Regions from separate parts of the Mus musculus genome. Here regions 1 and 3 are each linked to region 2. A link is a contact called in public HiChIP or PLAC-seq data. All regions are on one chromosome and are shown on one strand. Each heading gives the region's core, a stretch centred on a gene start, on an enhancer-like site or on the middle of the called end of the contact. The rest is flanking DNA. Distances are from core to core; before and after follow the strand shown.

Evidence for each region. HiChIP or PLAC-seq counts read pairs in DNA pulled down with a chosen protein or histone mark.
Region 1: a contact with region 2 is called in a FOXA1 HiChIP or PLAC-seq map of pancreatic cancer cells. The contact joins two enhancer-like sites. A contact is called at or near these places in 5 of 39 promoter capture datasets (the 3T3-L1 cell line, 3T3-L1-derived adipocytes, hippocampal neurons and 1 more), 6 of 484 Hi-C or Micro-C datasets (the AML12 cell line, bone marrow-derived macrophages, embryonic fibroblasts and 2 more), 9 of 115 datasets of contacts at active chromatin or transcription factors (craniofacial prominence, embryonic basal ganglia, embryonic forebrain and 6 more) and 1 of 9 other capture datasets (embryonic stem cells).
Region 3: a FOXA1 HiChIP or PLAC-seq map of pancreatic cancer cells shows a contact between it and region 2. The contact joins the promoter of B930092H01Rik here to the enhancer-like site in region 2. A contact is called at or near these places in 1 of 39 promoter capture datasets (the SN4741 cell line), 2 of 484 Hi-C or Micro-C datasets (bone marrow-derived macrophages and uterus) and 2 of 115 datasets of contacts at active chromatin or transcription factors (embryonic stem cells and pancreatic cancer cells).

Annotation. Positions count from the first base shown.
Region 1 is chr9:61,349,936-61,352,635 of GRCm38.p6, forward strand. No RefSeq gene overlaps it. Among named protein-coding and RNA genes, the nearest start is that of Gm39349, 12 kb to the left of the region's middle. Within about 2 kb of position 1,361, at least 45 of the 459 cell types and tissues checked have an H3K27ac peak or open chromatin away from gene starts, as enhancers often do. A contact at or near this core is called in pancreatic cancer cells, where this site is marked.
Region 2 is chr9:60,899,415-60,902,114 of GRCm38.p6, forward strand. No RefSeq gene overlaps it. Among named protein-coding and RNA genes, the nearest start is that of Gm33643, 32 kb to the left of the region's middle. Within about 2 kb of position 1,282, at least 38 of the 459 cell types and tissues checked have an H3K27ac peak or open chromatin away from gene starts, as enhancers often do. A contact at or near this core is called in pancreatic cancer cells, where this site is marked.
Region 3 is chr9:61,292,440-61,295,139 of GRCm38.p6, forward strand. It overlaps B930092H01Rik (RIKEN cDNA B930092H01 gene), which reads right to left and starts at 1,370. Exons shown (of 5, transcript NR_045334.1): 1 at 1,329-1,370; 2 at 255-320.

The DNA of each region.
Region 1 (2,700 bases), core at 111-2,610, 450 kb after region 2:
GTGCCCAGAAGGAGAAGCAGGAGTGTAGTGCAGTTGCTACCACAGCATGGGCTTTAAAAGGAGAATGAAAACCCGCAAGACAGCTCAGTGGGTGAAAGAGCTTGGCGGGGCCAGCCCGGTGACATCTGTTCAAGCTCTGGAACTCAAAAAAGGCGGAAGGAGAGAACCAACCCCAAAAAGTTGTTTTCTGTCCTCCACACACTGTCCCTACACACACACACACACACACACACACACACCTTTAAAGCTGAGTAGGAATGAAATCCTTTGCTGGGGCGTGGTGAGGGGACTGGGAATGTGCACATTCAGCAAGTTCCGCACAGCACATGGTACTGGATGCTCAATGCATGCCTAGTGACAAACATCCAGGTAGCTCCAAATGCTCTCTCTGCCCCCTTTTTCTCTTTTCCTTCCACACTTACTCTCTGGGTCCCTACTGATTGTGGTGAGAAGAGAAAGCCTTCATAGAATGGATGATGATCGGACCCAGTATATGAGAAGAGGTGACTCGAAAGGAGGGAAGGTGTGGACAAAGGCTGGGAAGACCATGTGCATAGTCAGCAATGCAGGGACAAATGTCACAGCAGAAGGTCACTCACGGATACTACCTACCTTCAGTAGAGGGCTATCCTCAGCACAAGAGAGAAAGAGCTGCATTCTGAAGTCAGTGCGCCAATCAGGAAGATTCCTTGATATGCCTGCCCATAACCCTGAACTGCGAAAATTTTCCTTGGGAAATGAGTCAGAGTTGGGTGAACAGAAACTTAGTTCTGAGCACTGGGAGATGGCTTGGTGGATAAGAGTGTCTAATGTTCACACATGAGATCCTAAGTTCAAATCCCCAGGACCTATGTGGAAGCCAAGTGACCCTCTTGTAACTCTAGCACTGAGGAGAGTGGAAACCAGGGATTCCCAACTAGCACAACCCTCAACTGGGAGCTCCAGCCTCAGTGAGACCCTGTCTCAAGGGGACAAGGCAGACAATAGCAGGTCAGAGCACCTGATGCCCTCTGCCGCTAACTAATTCATGTGAACAGTCATGTGCCACCACTACCCTCAGCCTTAAGACAAAGGTGAGAGAGACAGAAACTTTTATGTGAGACCTAGCTCTCTGCTGAGGCCTACACCTCCTGACTGAAGTCCCGAGTCCCCTCCAAAGTCCTAGGACATTCTCCCCAAAGCACAGAGCCTAACCTTCTCTTTCCCTTCTGTTGCCAGAGGCTGCATTTCTGGGTGACCACATTTGCCCCCGGGATAAGTCTTTTCCCTTCTATTTGCATTAGTAACTGCTCAAAGTCCCACGAGGCCCTGGAGCCCAGCCAGCCACATCCTCTCACACTGGACCAATTGTTTGTGGCAAATGCCTTGCTTTTGAACTCTGGACCTCTGAGAGGAAACAGTTTCAATAGGAATAACTCGGAACTCTCCCAGGCCCTGCCATCTGGGCGTCTGGAATGGAGCTTCCAGGATATATGGCTCTTTTGAAGGAAGCCCATTCAATGGATGATTGTACTCTCATTTAATATGCCTGGGAGTGGTCTTGTATACTGGCCAGTGGAGGGTTTTTTTTTTTTTTTTTCATTCAACACTTACTGATCTCTTACTGTGACTGAGATACTGAGATGGATATGGGGGGGAAAGCAGGGACCTTATTTCCTTACTATTTACTTATTTACTTGGTCGGTAGGTCATTTCACAAGCACCCACGCTGGTCATGAACTCACTAGGTAGTCAAGGATAAACCAGAACTTCTTTCCTCCTGTCTGCACGTCTGGAGTGCTGGGATTACAGATGTGTGCCCCACATTTTATTTAATTCCTGCTTTTGGTGGGTTTGGACAAAGAGCATGAAGTATTAAATTCTATTTCATGGGGTCATGGGGCTGAAGAGATAGCTCAGCAACTGAAGAACACTTATTCCCTTTGTAGAGAACCCAAGTTCAATTCCCAACACCCACATAGTGGTTCATAAACTTCTGTGACTCCAGTGCCAGGGGACCCAAAGCCCTCTTCTAACCTCCTCAGGAACCAGTCACACACACATGGTGCACACACATCCATGCAGGTGAAATACCCATAAAATAAGATAAATAAATGTAAAAATATTTTTAAAGTTATTGTTCTATAACTTCCTTGGTGCACTGCGTAGGGCAAAAGATGAGTTTCTGGCTCTGAAATGTAGAAGGTTCCAGAATGTTAAGGAATGACTGTCAAGGATGGGAGATATTTCTCAGGTCTCCTCTTTGGGTCCCATAGCAACCTACGACAGAGGCTGATAAAGCCCATTGCCTAAGCCCCTCCCCACAGTGATCAAGGACCTGAACACTCATCCCACGTCCCTTGACTCGGGTCACTGGACAGCTCCTGACCTCTCAGGCCACCATGGATACCACACAAGCAACCTTGCTCAATCCTCCCAGAACTGTGCTGAGCTTCCCTCATTTGTCTTCGAGTGTGTGGCGTGTAGGAGATGGGGACCCATTTCTGGGAGACTCAAAAGCCAGGCCTGCCTGGGATCTCCATCTGCCTTGATTTTCTGGCTCAATAAAAGAGACTGGGCAGACAGAAGTGACCTCCCTTGGCAATGTGCAGATAAATGATAGTTCATGTTGGCCTTGGGGTTAAGGGTTGGGACAGTCGGGGAAGCACAGGAGCCAATCTCTACTCTTGAACCCATTCCCACCCAACTGGTCTCTCTCAA
Region 2 (2,700 bases), core at 32-2,531:
CTTAATCTAGTGTTGATTTCTTCTTGACTCTGCCTGTCTTCACCTTTTGTGTTCTCAGCCAATTCACCTGAGGAAGAAGACAGAGGTCAGACAGATGCTCGGCTCTCTCTGCCTCAGCACTGGCACGCTCTTCCCTCATTCTTGGCTGTGTTGGAACACATCCTAACAAAGCCCTTTCTATTGTCCTCGGGAATTTACAAGCCACAGCACATTCTGGGATTTGGCCACTCCATCACTCACCTTACAGGCTGAGGGTGGGGAACTTGGTTCTCTATCTCTTTTGGCTGGATCTCTTGCCCTCTGTCCTTTAAAAACAAAACAAAAACCTTGACTCCCCTGAAGCATCATGGGAAAACACAGGATCTCTGCAATTGCTTCTGTAAAATGACTTATTTCTGTCTTCTCATAATTGGAAGACATCCCCCATCCTTCTGGAACTATCTTCCTTTTCTAGAGTTCCCAGCTCTGCTTCTCCTGAGCCTCTTTCTTGAGTCTATAAATAGCAGTAATGTTAGCATTAAATATTTGCATACTAGTGAGGCAGATTCAAACACAGTCTGTCTGGCTCCCCAGCCTGGGGGAATTACATGGCTATTTGTTATGAGGATTTCCTTGTGGGGGTTGGGAGGACTAGGCAACACATCCTATGTACATCCCCTCTTCAAAAGGCCCTAATAACAAATAGGTATGACTCAGCCCAAGTTCACTCTGAGAAACCAACAAGTTTATTAGGATTACTAACAGATCAGTAAATAAAGGGTTATGGGCAGCACGAGTGGCCTTAAAGCTGCCACACTGGAAAGTCTGCACCCAGCAGGCATGGTAACTCCTACACGGAGATGCAGATTGAGCCTGTCCCTAGTCCCTCCCAGCCTGTAGACTTCTTGCCTTTTCCTGAGGTCATGTGCAATCAGGACAGAATTGTGCATAACTGGTTAGAGAAAGGGCTGTGTCCTCTCTGCCCCTCCTCCTACAAGGGATGGCCAACCATTGGCAAGCCCAGATGTGATACAAGCCCAGATGTGATGCACGCTTTTGCAAGTGGACACAGCTTTACTCCTGAAAGTGAGTTTGGTTCGGAAGATATTCCTGTCCACTGGTCTGCCCTGTGTCTCTGGGTTTCTAGAATCTACTTTCATGACTCTCACACTGTCTTTGTTTGAGTCTCACCAGACATAGATGCCAAGAAAAGAATGTGGGCACGATAAGGGTTGGGAAAGAGTAGGAGTGTTAAAGGAGAGGTGACTCAATGGATACACAGTGCTCTCTCTGTAAACACGGGGACCAGAGTTTCAGCCGCAGAGCCTTTGTAAGCCAGATATAACATTGCACACCAGAAGTGGAGATAAGGGACTCTGGGGGCTCACTGTCCAACCAGACCAGTGAGAGACCCTGTTTCAAAAACGACAGAGTATCAGTCCTGAGGAATGATGCCTGAGGTTGTTTTCTCTCTCTCCTCCCTCCCCCTGCCCCACGTGAATATGGACATATACACACAGATGCAAAGGAGTTTTTGAGAACTGATCTTACAATTACAGTAGGTAGTGAACTGAGGCACAAAATAAAAGAACCTGCCTGACACAGTGTGTGTGTGTTATCCTGCAGGCTGCTGCTGGGAGCAACCAAAGCTTAACCCACTGGGGAATCTCAGGGAGATCCCCTAGAGCACACTTCAGTGTCCCCCAGCAAAGGGAAAGGAAGCGATTACCCAATTCTCCAACTCTGAATGGCAGTGAGAAGCTTCCAGAAGCATTAACTCCTGGCTGCCTGGGTTAGACTCGATGCACAGTCTTGGGTGTTCACAGTAGATAACAGAGGACTGTAGTGGGAATGGCCTGGTCTACATAATGTATTGTAAGCTGCTTGTATTCCAGGATAGCCCTGAAGGGCTTTTAAGTGCCTGTGCTCCTGGTGGGTCTGCCTTTGGATCTGACTGCATCTCTGCCTCACTCTCTTCTAACTCCTGTCTCCTGTCCCTGAAACTCACTCCACAGGTGGCTTTCCAACAGTATTCAACAGGCATCCCACTCACTAAATTATAGCTGAGGCTCTTACTTCACTGTTGCCCATCCCCGCTCTTTCCCCTTTGCTGTGCCTACAGCCCTTCCCAGCCTCTGATGGAAGGCGTGTCTGCACCGCTCACCTCTGGAAGCCACTGTGTCTTCCTGACTTGCTTTGACCAAGGCAGTGTATCATACTGGCTTTTGAGTCTTACTCTTAGTGTATTTCAGCTTCCCTTATGCTCCCTGAACACCCTTCCTCTGGGATGTAAACAAACCCCTTCCAACTGTCTCACTCAAGAGCTGTGTGGGGGAACTGAGGCGCGCAGCCAGTAGCCAGTACCATCTGAGGCCTTCTCAGCTAGATAGTCCTGCCGAGCCATCCTAATGTTTGTTTGTTTAATTATTTATTTTGTTTATTTATTATTTATCTGTAGGTGGGTGTATGCCTTAGGTGCTTCCCAGCTTCTATTTTTGAGAAATGACCTCTTTGGATATCACCAATTCATCTGGCTGATCAGCAAGCTTTGTCTCCCCCTGTCCCCGCCCCGCTTCTTACCATAGTGTGCTTGGGGTTACAGACATATGCCACCGTGTCTGAAGTCCTTGGGTCCATACTCAGGTCCCATGCTTGTACTGTAATTACTTTACAGACTGAGTCACCCCCTTCCCGCCTCCAGACTTGTGAATTATGACCCAC
Region 3 (2,700 bases), core at 120-2,619, 390 kb after region 2:
GTAAACGTTTTTCTTTATAAATTCTCCAGTCTCAGATAGTCTGTTACAGCAACATCTAGATAACTGCGACACCCTTGTCTTGCTCTGAAATGAAGTGCAGGCTGCTCCAGAGAGGCAAAAGCAGCCAGGGCAGGAATTCAAAGACACAAGAGTTGCAGGTTGCCCACCTGCTACACATGTGAGCAGGGTGTTTCTGGATGGCATGTGGAACACGTGACTCTTCCACCCTCTGAGCCACCTCACTTGCCTCCTACCTTCTGTTTTGAGAAGCAGTCACTTGTCCAGAGGCCAAAGGCAGCACTGATCTCTTTGTTACAGCCCTGTTAAAAGAGGAGCCAGGTGTGAGTGCGCACACCTTTAATCCCAGCCCTTGGGAGGCAGAGCTGGTGGATTTCTGAGTTGGAAGCTAGCCTGGACTATAGAGTGAATTCCAGGACAGCCAGACTGCATAAAGAGACCCTGTCTCCAAAAAAAAAAAAAAAATGCCATTAAAATATAAGATTTAAATAACTTTAATTATAAAACCACCGTTTTTGCATCTTTTACAGAGAAGATTAAGAGACAGAAACTTCTTTTTTTTTTTTTTTACACATGTCATTTGCTGTCTCTCCCACCAAAGCTGGGGACGTGGTTCAGTTAGTAGAGTTCTCGCCTTTTATCCATGAGTCCTTGGGTTCAATCCCCAGGACTACATAAACCAGTCATGATAGCACATGCCTGTAATTCAGTCTTTGAGGAAGAGGAGGAGGCAGGAGGATTAGAAGTTCAGGCTGATTCCATTCTCAGCTACTCAGAAGTTTGAGGCCAGCCTGGGGGGAGGGGAGCACTTAGCCACACTCCCAGCAGGCAGCTCAGGGTAGTCTGTGGAACAGTCCTGAGCACTGCAGGAAACCCAGGCCTTTCTGACCTCCCTGGCTACAGCCACACCTGCTCCATTGAATGCCCACATGGCCACCTGTTCCCGCTGACATCCCCCCCTCAGCTACGGCTGCTCCACCGGCCCTTTGTCCCAGATTTTCCTTCTACATGAGGCCTTTAATCTTTGCAGGGTTTTTTTTCCTCCCTTAACATCCCTGATTCTCTTGTGAAATGCAAATTAATTAGCGTCTAATTACTCACTCATCCCTGAGTCTGTAGCCTTCTCTGTCAGGTTTCTGTTGAACATCTCTCTCATCAGCCGAGAACACAGCCCATTAGGAACAATGTAGTTTAGGAGAGGCAGGCGGCCCCTCCCCCTGCCTCTCAGGCTTTGTCAGAAACCATTTAAGCAGAAGGTTCCAGAAGCACACCCATTCCGACTAGAGGGGGTGACCCCACCTACCACTCACTTCAGTCACCAGCATCATTTCAGGGAACCGATTGTGGATTGTGCCTGGGGCTGCCCTAGGCCAAAATAGGAAAGCCAGGCTCTCGCCTCAGGGAGGCTGCCCATTGGGGAGCCAAGATCTCAGTGTGTGAAACTGCCTGTGCCCTCCCTGCCAGCTGGGGAGGAAATGTGGAGCATGCCCAGGGACACAGTGTAGTCTTTCGACCCAGACGGCTGAGTTTTAGTTTAGGAGGAGGTGGCGGCCAGCCTTGGCCCACAGTCTTCCTGAAGCCAATCTAAAGACAGAACATGGGGTTAACTCACCAACTCTCTGGAAGACCTACAGTCTGGGTCCCTCAGAAGAGGATGGGCTCAGCATGGGAGACTGAACCCAATAGGGGTTTTGCTGGGTATGGGTGGCTTGATGTGTGAATATGTGTGCATGTGTGTGAGTGAGTACATGTGAATATGTATGTATACATGTCCTCTGTGGAAGCCAGAGGTCATTGCACAGGAACCCCTCTACCTTGTTCTTTGGATCAAGATCTCTCACTAGTCTTGAACTTGCAAACTCTGCTAGGCTGTTCCAAGGATCTTCTCTCCATCTTCCCGGCACTGAGATTAAAGATGTGTAACACCATAGTTGCCTTTACCAGGGTGCTGGGGATCGAACCCAGGTCCTCATACTTTCACAGCCAACACTCCTGCCCTGAACCTCTCTGAGTGAGTACTGTTCTTAACCTCTGGTGACTGTTGCTCTCTTTCTTGGAAGGTGCTTTGAAACTGTATAAGCTGGGCCTGTTGAGAACACCTAGCCCCAAACCTCCACACTTCTGATGAGTATGGAGAGATGGCTAGGATTCAGAGGAAGGGGACCTCCTGGGAAAAAACACCCCTCCCAAATTCTGCCTTGAAGGGACTGCCACCCATACCTGTCCCCTCCTACCATCTCACTGGGACCCATGCAAGGAGTAGCTCATAGAGTTCTGTTGGCCTCAGGTTGTCTGGCTCTCCTCTGCCTTAGAACAACAGGTCAAAGCCTGACCAGGGGTTAGATGTCCTGATTCCCAGTTCATTGCTTTCCTAAGATGCCAAGCAGTTCCCCTGAAGCTGAGGGAAAGCGGCAGACCTGGCTGCTCTTGGCCGATGGAGAGCAACTCTGCCTCCACACTCTCTGCCTCCAGTGGTCTAGCATCCAGGTCATTGGACCAGCATCCATAAACTGATGGAGAGGAATGATTCTGGGGGGGGGGGGGGGGGGAACAGACACATTCCTGGGAGAAAGTCCCCGTCTCTGTAGCTGAGAACTGAGGAAGAACACTTCAGTGGCTGAGGCGGGAGACAAGCCAAGTGGGAAGCAAAGGCTTCAATAGCCAGAGTGGGCCCTGGGAATG